2 separate regions of the Sus scrofa genome follow, and region 2 is linked to region 1. A link is a contact called in public HiChIP or PLAC-seq data. All regions are on one chromosome and are shown on one strand. Each heading gives the region's core, a stretch centred on a gene start, on an enhancer-like site or on the middle of the called end of the contact. The rest is flanking DNA. Distances are from core to core; before and after follow the strand shown.

Evidence for each region. HiChIP or PLAC-seq counts read pairs in DNA pulled down with a chosen protein or histone mark.
Region 2: an H3K27ac HiChIP or PLAC-seq map of alveolar macrophages shows a contact between it and region 1. The contact joins the enhancer-like site here to the promoter of RAP2B in region 1. A contact is called at or near these places in 6 of 47 Hi-C or Micro-C datasets (blood, embryonic fibroblasts, fibroblasts and 3 more) and 1 of 2 datasets of contacts at active chromatin or transcription factors (alveolar macrophages).

Annotation. Positions count from the first base shown.
Region 1 is chr13:93,306,131-93,310,492 of Sscrofa11.1, forward strand. It overlaps RAP2B (RAP2B, member of RAS oncogene family), which reads left to right and starts at 1,982. Exons shown (of 1, transcript NM_001123185.1): 1 at 1,982-2,533. The coding sequence starts at 1,982. The coding sequence ends at 2,533.
Region 2 is chr13:93,386,205-93,390,566 of Sscrofa11.1, forward strand. No RefSeq gene overlaps it. Among named protein-coding and RNA genes, the nearest start is that of RAP2B, 80 kb to the left of the region's middle. Within about 2 kb of position 1,852, at least 16 of the 83 cell types and tissues checked have an H3K27ac peak or open chromatin away from gene starts, as enhancers often do. A contact at or near this core is called in alveolar macrophages, embryonic fibroblasts, mesenteric adipose tissue and 1 more, where this site is marked.

The sequences.
Region 1 (4,362 bases), core at 732-3,231:
GCATTCAATCTTTTGACAGGTCTTGACATCTCTCCTCCGCGAGGAAGGAGAGAGACTTGGAGCAAGTCGAGGCATCTCCCTGGTACCTCCCGTGATTGTGAGCCCAGCCCAGTCTAGCGAACTCCCGCCCCAAAGCAAAGACGTTTTCTAAAGGCAAGCCCGGGCATTCCCCCACCCGAGTGAGATGAATTCATAGTGGCCCATTTCCACATCCTAGCCCCTCCCCCACCCTGCTAAAACAAACAAACAAACAGAAAAACCACCAAACTTGGAAACTTTGCTGTTTCTTGAAGACCAAGAACTGTAGCCAGCTCCCTTCAACCGACTGTCGTGACTGGGCACCAAGAAGTTAGATTCTCTCCAATACACCAACAAAGGACTATATTTAGCTCTGAGATCTCCGCCTAAATTCCTTATTTTTTTCACTCTTAGCTTCAAAACGACTAGGATGGGGAAGTGGGAGGAAGGGGGCGGGGAGCAGCAGAGAAAGAACAGCTGTGCCTCCGCCTCTCAACTCAATCTCTATAAATAACCAATCACGAGCGGAGTCTACTTTTTAGCCAATGAAGCAGCCCAAACTGATAAGATCTTGGCAGTAGCCAATGGGAGAGCATTTGAGGGTGTGAGATTTGCGCCCCGGGACCAATGGGTCCAGAGTCTGGGAGAGGTAATTTGAGCTAGAGTGTGGGTGTGTGGTGCACAAGCTTCCTACTTCCAAGCCCCCAAACCTGCTCTGTGCACTGAGCATGCCCTGACTAGCTGCGGGCGCCACCGCCGCTTTGGATAGGACTGTAATCCGCTCTCCAGATTTTGGCCCCAGCTGACTGGGGCGGGGGAGGGGGCGAGTGGGGGGGCGGGGTGGCCCGCGGAACCCTAGCCCGAAGACAGCTCTGGTTAGTAGAGGCAGCCCTTTCCCTAGTCGCAACAGGGTTTCAGACCCAGCATTCCCGTTTTCTTTGTCCCAGAGATGAAAGTGCGGGAGAGTAGGCCAGAGAAGGTCGGGTAGAAAGAGCTGCGCCTTGGGTAGGGGAAGATGGTCTTCCCGCCAAACACCCAAACGTCCTTTGGGTCTCAATCCCGGGAGACACACCCTCCGGGGGTCTGGGAAGTGGGATCTACGGGCTCTGAATGATGCGAGGCAAGAGCCCAATCCTCCCTATTCCCAGGGAGGAGTGAGGGGGTGGCTGCCGCACCCACTCGCTTCTCGAAGAGCCTGAGCCCCTATGTATGAACCCAGAGCGGCGAAAGAAGGCTGCCTCCAACCTCCCACTGGAGCTCTCCCAGCCCGCCACAAACACCTACACATCCCGGCACATTTGTCCTCTTGCTGGGAGACCAGAGCCTCCGGCGAATCCGCTAGTCCCGACTCAAATCGCGAGCCCCACCCACAACCCCGCCTCCGCCCGGCTCCCTGGAAAACCAGGAGCAGCGGATCCGGCGGGAGCGGCCGGCGGCGGCGCACTGGGCATGCTCGTCCGGGCGGGGAGGGCCGGGCTGCGCGCGGCGAGTAGGAAGCCCTCGCCCCGCGGAGGCTGAGGAAGAGAGCTCCATGGGCCGCGGCGGTGGGCGCACGCTCTGCGGGGACTCATGCCACGCGCGTCCCGGCCCGACGCGCAATTAGCTGCCGCCTCCGCAGCCCGCTACCTCCGCCGCCTCCTCGCCCTTCTGGGCTGCCGCGACGAGAAGCTGCAGCCTTCGCTTTGCACAGGCTGCCGGCATTGTCCTCCGGTTCCGCCGCCCAGGCTGCCGCTGCCGCTGCCGCCGCGGGCTGCTGCGGGGCCCCGGACCTGCGCCCCAGGGACGCGCTGCCGCTGCCGGCCGGCCCGGCGCCCGGCCCCCGCTCGGTGATTTCCGCGCTCTGCGCTCCTCGGCCATTTCGCTCCTGAGTTTTTCCTGCGGAGCTGAGGAAGGGTAGAAGTCCAGCCGCCAAGCCCAGCCTTACTACGGCGCGCAGCCCCGACGGGCGAGCGCCGACGGAGCCATGAGAGAGTACAAAGTGGTGGTGCTAGGCTCGGGCGGCGTGGGCAAGTCCGCGCTCACCGTGCAGTTCGTGACCGGCTCCTTCATCGAGAAGTACGACCCCACCATCGAGGACTTCTACCGCAAGGAGATCGAGGTGGACTCGTCGCCGTCCGTGCTGGAGATCCTGGACACGGCCGGCACGGAGCAGTTCGCGTCCATGCGGGACCTGTACATCAAGAACGGCCAGGGTTTCATCCTCGTCTACAGCCTCGTTAACCAGCAGAGCTTCCAGGACATCAAGCCTATGCGGGACCAGATCATCCGCGTAAAGCGGTACGAGAGAGTGCCCATGATCCTGGTGGGCAACAAGGTGGACTTGGAGGGCGAGCGCGAGGTCTCTTACGGCGAGGGCAAGGCCCTGGCCGAGGAGTGGAGCTGCCCCTTCATGGAGACATCGGCCAAAAACAAAGCCTCGGTGGACGAGCTGTTTGCCGAGATCGTGCGGCAGATGAACTACGCGGCGCAGCCCAACGGAGACGAGGGCTGCTGCTCGGCCTGCGTGATCCTCTGAGGCGCCCGCGGCTGCCGCGCGCCGGCCGAGCTCTGCGCACAAAAGCCAAACGCACCCGACTCTAAATGTGATTTCTCTTCTTGCTTTGAGATTGGAGACGACTTTGCATCGGCCGGGGTGTCCCGGGAGCCCGGCTGGCCCCCGTGGCCATGTCCCCTGCCTCTGCCCCGTGTCCGAGGGGGTGTGCCGTTCTGACCATCCGAGACCCGATGGAAATGTGGCTCTTTGCGGCATGTACGTTTCTCATTGATTTTGGTTGACGCGTTATTTCCCCATTGACGCAGCCGTTGGGGCGCTGTATTGGCAGCTTGACACCGGCAAGCGAAAGTTTCAGCCTGGAGAAAAAAAAAAAAAAAAAAATGGGGTGGGGGAGGAAGAGGACGGGGAGAAGGTTGGAAAGGGGGAGTTTTTTGTTTTTGTTTTTCTGTCCAAAACCGTTTTTCTCGTTCCAAGTTTTAAATACTCGGAAGGAAGTCCGGGAGAACCAAATGAAGGAGCAGGAGGAGAGGAAAAAACTTTTGTTTTTTTTCCTCGTTTTCCAGGAGTAGCTGGAAATTAAGATCGGGTTCCTTTTCTGCCAGCTTGGAAGGGCAACCCCGTGACTGATTATGATTCTGAGGATGTCTATGCAAAGTTGGATTCTTGTTACAGTGTATCCAATCTGAAGTATTGCACATCTGAACTGGGACTGTTAACACTGATGCCAATACAGTGTGGGGTGCCAGAATGTGTCTGCTGATATTTGTGGAAAAAAAAAATCTATTTTTGTTTACCTACTGTATCAAAGGGGAGTCTGGGGGAGAACGGTAGTATTTTTTTTTATCAGCTGTGAAAAAAAATGTTACAGATCTGCACATTTTTGTGTGTACTGTTGTGTGTGTGTGTGTTTTTAGATTTAGCTTTTTGTTCTTATTGGTTGGCAGTAACAGGTTTTGATGACTAGCTCTTTAAAACACAGTACAAAGACTTCACAAATGTGATTCAGGGCCCCCAGCACCCCTGTGTCTGCAGAGTGCCTTCAAAACTCAGCTGTTCCAGCCGGTGCCAACCTGTGAATTTCCCACCAGATCCCCTCAAACCACTTCCCCATTTCCTTTCAGTAATCTTCCTGAAGGAATCAGGACAATAGGGCCTGTTGTTCGGTGAATTTCTTTATTATTTCCAGCTTTTAAGATGTAATTCACTTATTTTGCAATGGGTTTCTTTTTTCTTTTTTTCTTTCTTTCTTTTTTTTTTTTTTTTTTTTTGCTTCATTTTGTTCCAGTGTTCAGGTATTTAGCTCCCCTTTTGTATCATTTTTTAAAATTTTTGGTTTTCTGTTATAGGGTGTTCCTCCAGAAGCAAAGAGCAGAATTTTGCTGTTGTGATGTACCAAGAGAATTCTAACAACTTGTAATTTTTAATTCCAGACATGTGTTTAATCATTGTCTCTTCATTTTAAGATTTTTAATACAAATGTCATTTTTAAAGAAATCCAAAAATTTGTTTGTGTTTCTGTGTTTCATATTCAGTTATTTAAACAGTACTGTGGCTGAGGTGGACAGGGGGAAGGTGCATGAAGCCCCCAAGAGTGGTTTGCCAAATTCTGAAGAGAGGTGTGTCTCAGTGACAAGTTGAGTGACACTCCTCCCAACTCCTTAAATATGGAAAAAATCGTCGAGGTCTAGGAAGTCTTGCGGTGTCAGGTATGGCCATACGTTGACTACAGGATATTGAATCTGTTCTGCTGACTTGGAGCAGTTTATCTCACATTAGGTAGGGAAGGGGAGAAACCAACTGTTAAAACTGCCTTAGATCTGGGAAAGTAACCAGGCATCTGGCCAGATAGG
Region 2 (4,362 bases), core at 602-3,101, 80 kb after region 1:
TAGCAGCACTATTCACAATAGCCAAGACATGGAAACACCCAAAATGTCCATCAACAGATGAATGGCTTAAGAAGATGTGGTCATATACACAATGGAATACTATAAAAAAGAACAAAATAATGCCATTTGCCCCAACATGGATAGAAATAGATGTTCTTATACCAAGTGAAGGAAATCAGAAAGAGACATGGCACAAATGAGCTATCTACAGAACAGAAACAGACTCACATACATAAAGAGAAGTGAAGTTGCCAAGGGGGAAGGGAATGGAGAGAAATGGACTGGGAACTTGGGGTTAGTAGATGAAAACTATTACATTTAGAATGGATAGGCAATGAGGTCCTATGATATGGCATAGGGAACTGTGTCCAATCTTTTGGGACAGAACATGATGGAGGATGATGTAAGAGAAACTACATACATGTATGATTGGGTCACTTTGGGGTACAGCAGAAATTGGCACCTTGTAAATTGATCACACTTAAATAAAAAGAAGAAATGTCTTTGCAGATGTAATCAAATGAAGATGAGGTCACTAGGGCAGGCCCTAACTCTGTTGTTATTGGTGTCTTTATAAGAGAAAAGACCGACATCTGAGGAGAAAACCACGTGAAAACTCAAGTAGGGATTCAACTTTTGCATGATAAGCCATGAAACACCAGGGATTGTTGGCAATACCAGAAGCTAAGAGAAAGGCATGGAAAAGATTCTTTCCTAGAGTCTTCAGAGAAAGCATGGCCCTGAAGAACACTTGATTTCAAACTTCCGGCCTCCAAAATGGAGAGAAGTTTCTGTTGTTCAAAGCTACCCAGTTTGTGGTACTTTATTATGCAGCCCTACAAATCTAATATACTAAGTATAAAAAAATAGTAACTACTTGCTGACTAAAAAGTTAGTAGTACCTTCTACGAGGCTCTTCAAAAGATAATTTCAGACAAGTTCTCCTATTTTGCATATACATTCTATTTCATTTTATTTGAGTGGTCAGTTTCCCAGTGCTTATTTCCTTTCCTTTGCTTTTATCAAATGACAAGATCCTTTCCAAACTGAACCTCTTTTAGGAATAAGGGCAGATGTGGGTCTGGTACTCAATATGAAGGGAAAAGTGGCAATGGCAGAGGGGACAGTCTTTCCTTCTTTGTATGACTGGGGAGGGTTGGGATGATTGTGAGAAAGACTTCACCTAAACCTCAACAGAATGAAACCTCATAATGGGTTGTGTCACAGTTGGGTATCTATGATAGTTGGGGTCCTCTTTAGTTGGTGTCCTTTAAGAAGCAAACATCAAGCTGAGATAGATGTGCAGGAAATGTATCAGGAGAAATGCCTGAGAAGGATAAAGGGAAGGATACAGAGGGGTAATCTGGAAAAGGCAAGGGGAGCCTTCCAATCCAAATGCTGGTCTGACTCATGTGAAGGGGACAGAAAAGGAAGAAATGTTGTATAGGAAGAGTTTTGGGCTTCAGCACAGTTCCAAGAAATGTTCAGCCAGGTCAATGGGAAATCTTGCACCCAAATTACTTATCAGGACAGTTCTGTATCCAAGGAATGACTTGTCCAAACCCTCCCATGCTCAGTCACTGGCTAGGAACATTCAAAGGAAATGTAACTTGAGCTCAGATGGGGTGGTGGATCTAGAAGGGTAGCATCTGACCCATCAGTCAACCATGCTTCCAGCCCCAGGAGATTTGAGAAAGTATTTTCAAGGCCATGACTTTGTTCAAATCCAGAACAAATTTTGCATGTTGCCAGGAGATCATGAGAGGGCTAGAATTCTTGAGTAATAAGTCAACTTCGGCCTAATTCATTTGCTGATTCCTAAAACGATACTTCCCTTTGGCAATGGCTGGTCAGAGGCAGCTTTCTTATTTGCTTGCCTTGTGGTTCCAGGTTCCTGTCTGTGGCTCTGAGCTGTGCTTCTTGGCAGCAGCTCTTGCCCAAGATGTCTCCCACTGAGAAGGACTCTGTGCAAGCAGGTCTTCGGTGAGCCTCATGCTGTGCTGCAGAATGCCTAACAGAATGCAGCAGCTCAGTGTGTTTCTCCCAGCTTCAGGAGTGGTTTGCTCTGGAAGTGGTTCCTGGTGCCTCTTTTGCTTTCATTGTTCCTTCTGCCCAGGGCCCTCCTTCCTCTTTTGCCTATTCAAATAATGCCCGAATGTCAAAGCTCAGCTTAATTCCCCTTCTTTCCCAGAATTCAAAAACATATTTTAAAACATATTCATTATTCAGTCAAGGATTTCCTTGTTCATTAACTTTTCACATGGGCCTATATTATTTCACTAATAAAGTATATGACAAATTCTTAAATGTATCAAACATGATAAATACTTTTCTATGGGACTAAAAAAACTAGAAAAATACTGACACTGCTCATATTATTCAATAATATCCAGTGAATACCTGCAATGACAGTGGGCCTGGTCACCCAGTAACTACTCCTGGCTCCTGAGTACTGATGACATTCTCTATGTTTCCAGACCCTGATCCTTTTTTTTTAAAGGAAATTTTAAATTTCCTTTTTTGGGGGGTCTTTTTTTAGGGCCATACATGCGGCACATGGAAGTTCCCAGGCTAGGGGTTGAAATGGAGCTGCAGCTGCCAGCCTACACCACAGTCACAGAAACACGAGATCCAAGCTGTGTCTGCAACCTACACTGCAGCTTGTGGCAATGTTGAATCCTTAACCTACTGAGTAGCGCCAGAGATCAGACCTGTGTCCTCATTGATACTAGTTTGGGCTCATTACCGCTGAACCACAATAGGAACTTTCTAATTTCCTTTATTTTTTATTTATTAATTTAATTTTATTGGAGTATAGTTGACTTCCAATGTTATATTAGTTTCAGGTGTACAGCAAAGGGAATAAATCATACATATAGATATATCCATTCTTTTTTTTCTCCATATAGGTTATTATAGACTATTGAGTAGATTTTCTTGTGCTATATAATAGGTTCTTGCTAATCATCTATTTTATGCAGTAGTGAGTATACGTTATTCCCATTCTTCCTTCCCTCCAACAGTTTTACTTATGGTAACCACAAGATTGGTTTTGAAATCTGTCAGTTTGTTACCATTTTATAAATAAGTTCTTTTGTCAGACACTGATGATTGATTGTGAGTTGATGGGACTATTCTTATGGATGCTAAAAGGTATTCCAAATTATTTTCTAGTCAAAATAACTTTGCATATACTGGATAAAACAATTATACACACACACACACACACACATTTTTCCTTTGTAATATATTTTAGAATCTTTATTTAATGTTTTTTGGCACTGTGAAGCTTAAAGAGTTAACACAGTATGGAGCATTTACTAAAGCTTCTTTGACCACAGAGCTTTTTTTTTTTTCCTCCAATGAAGCATCTTGAGAGACTGGAACTATATATTTTTGGCAATACTGAATTAAATATCTAATCTTCCCAGGAGCGATTTTCATTTTAATGGGAAATTCTAGAAGACTGAAAAGACTTTATGACCTAAGAGTGACGCTCTAATGGTGGAATTTCAGGCATTGAGAAAATCAGGAAAGTTATGAAGAGGAGGAGAGACTATTTTGGCATGGGTCTGATGTATCCTGCCTGATAACACTGCCCTTCCAGTGACCTCCTGGAAGCTCTTATTAAGAGCTCCAATTTTGCTGCATGCTGTCCTGATTTGGATTCAAACTGAATTGTTCTATTATTCACAGACTTCATGTTATCACTTGCCCTGCCTCTCCCCACTTCAGAGCTGAGCTCCTTCCCTGTGAAACTTCTTGTTAGCCTAGAAAAGCAGTCTGAGAAATTGTATGACTCCTCCATTCTCAGAAAAGATAACCTTGGTTTTTAGCCTAAAATTGAATCCTATCTCAAGAGATGTGACTTGGCCTGTCTGGCTGGGGACACTTCAAGGTTATCAACTCAACACAGGTCCACTGAGCAACCAGAATGTGCAAAATCCTATGCTTTATGCGTGCCTAATATCACAGTTTTCTCTGTTTCTTAGGAACAATCTAGATTAATGCACAAACCTAAATTTAGTAGTCCAATTTTTTTAATGTTTAAACAAATGTCATGTTCTTATTTTGAACGCAAAATGAAAGAAAAGTAGTATCTTTGTTAAGGTCTCCACTAAAACTTTTGTTTATACAAGTTGTACATAACTGGGTTATGATCTGTCTCTAAAGCTTTCTGCTTCAGAAGATTGTTGTGTAGTCATTAAAAACATGCTATTAGACTGTGATCATTACTTTTTTATGCATCACCCACAGTCAGTAAATGTTAACAAATGTGGCTGATATATTCATTTTAAATAATCAATATTAAAGAAATTTCATGAGTGCCTTCTGGTAGGAAATGATTATTTCCTATCTCAA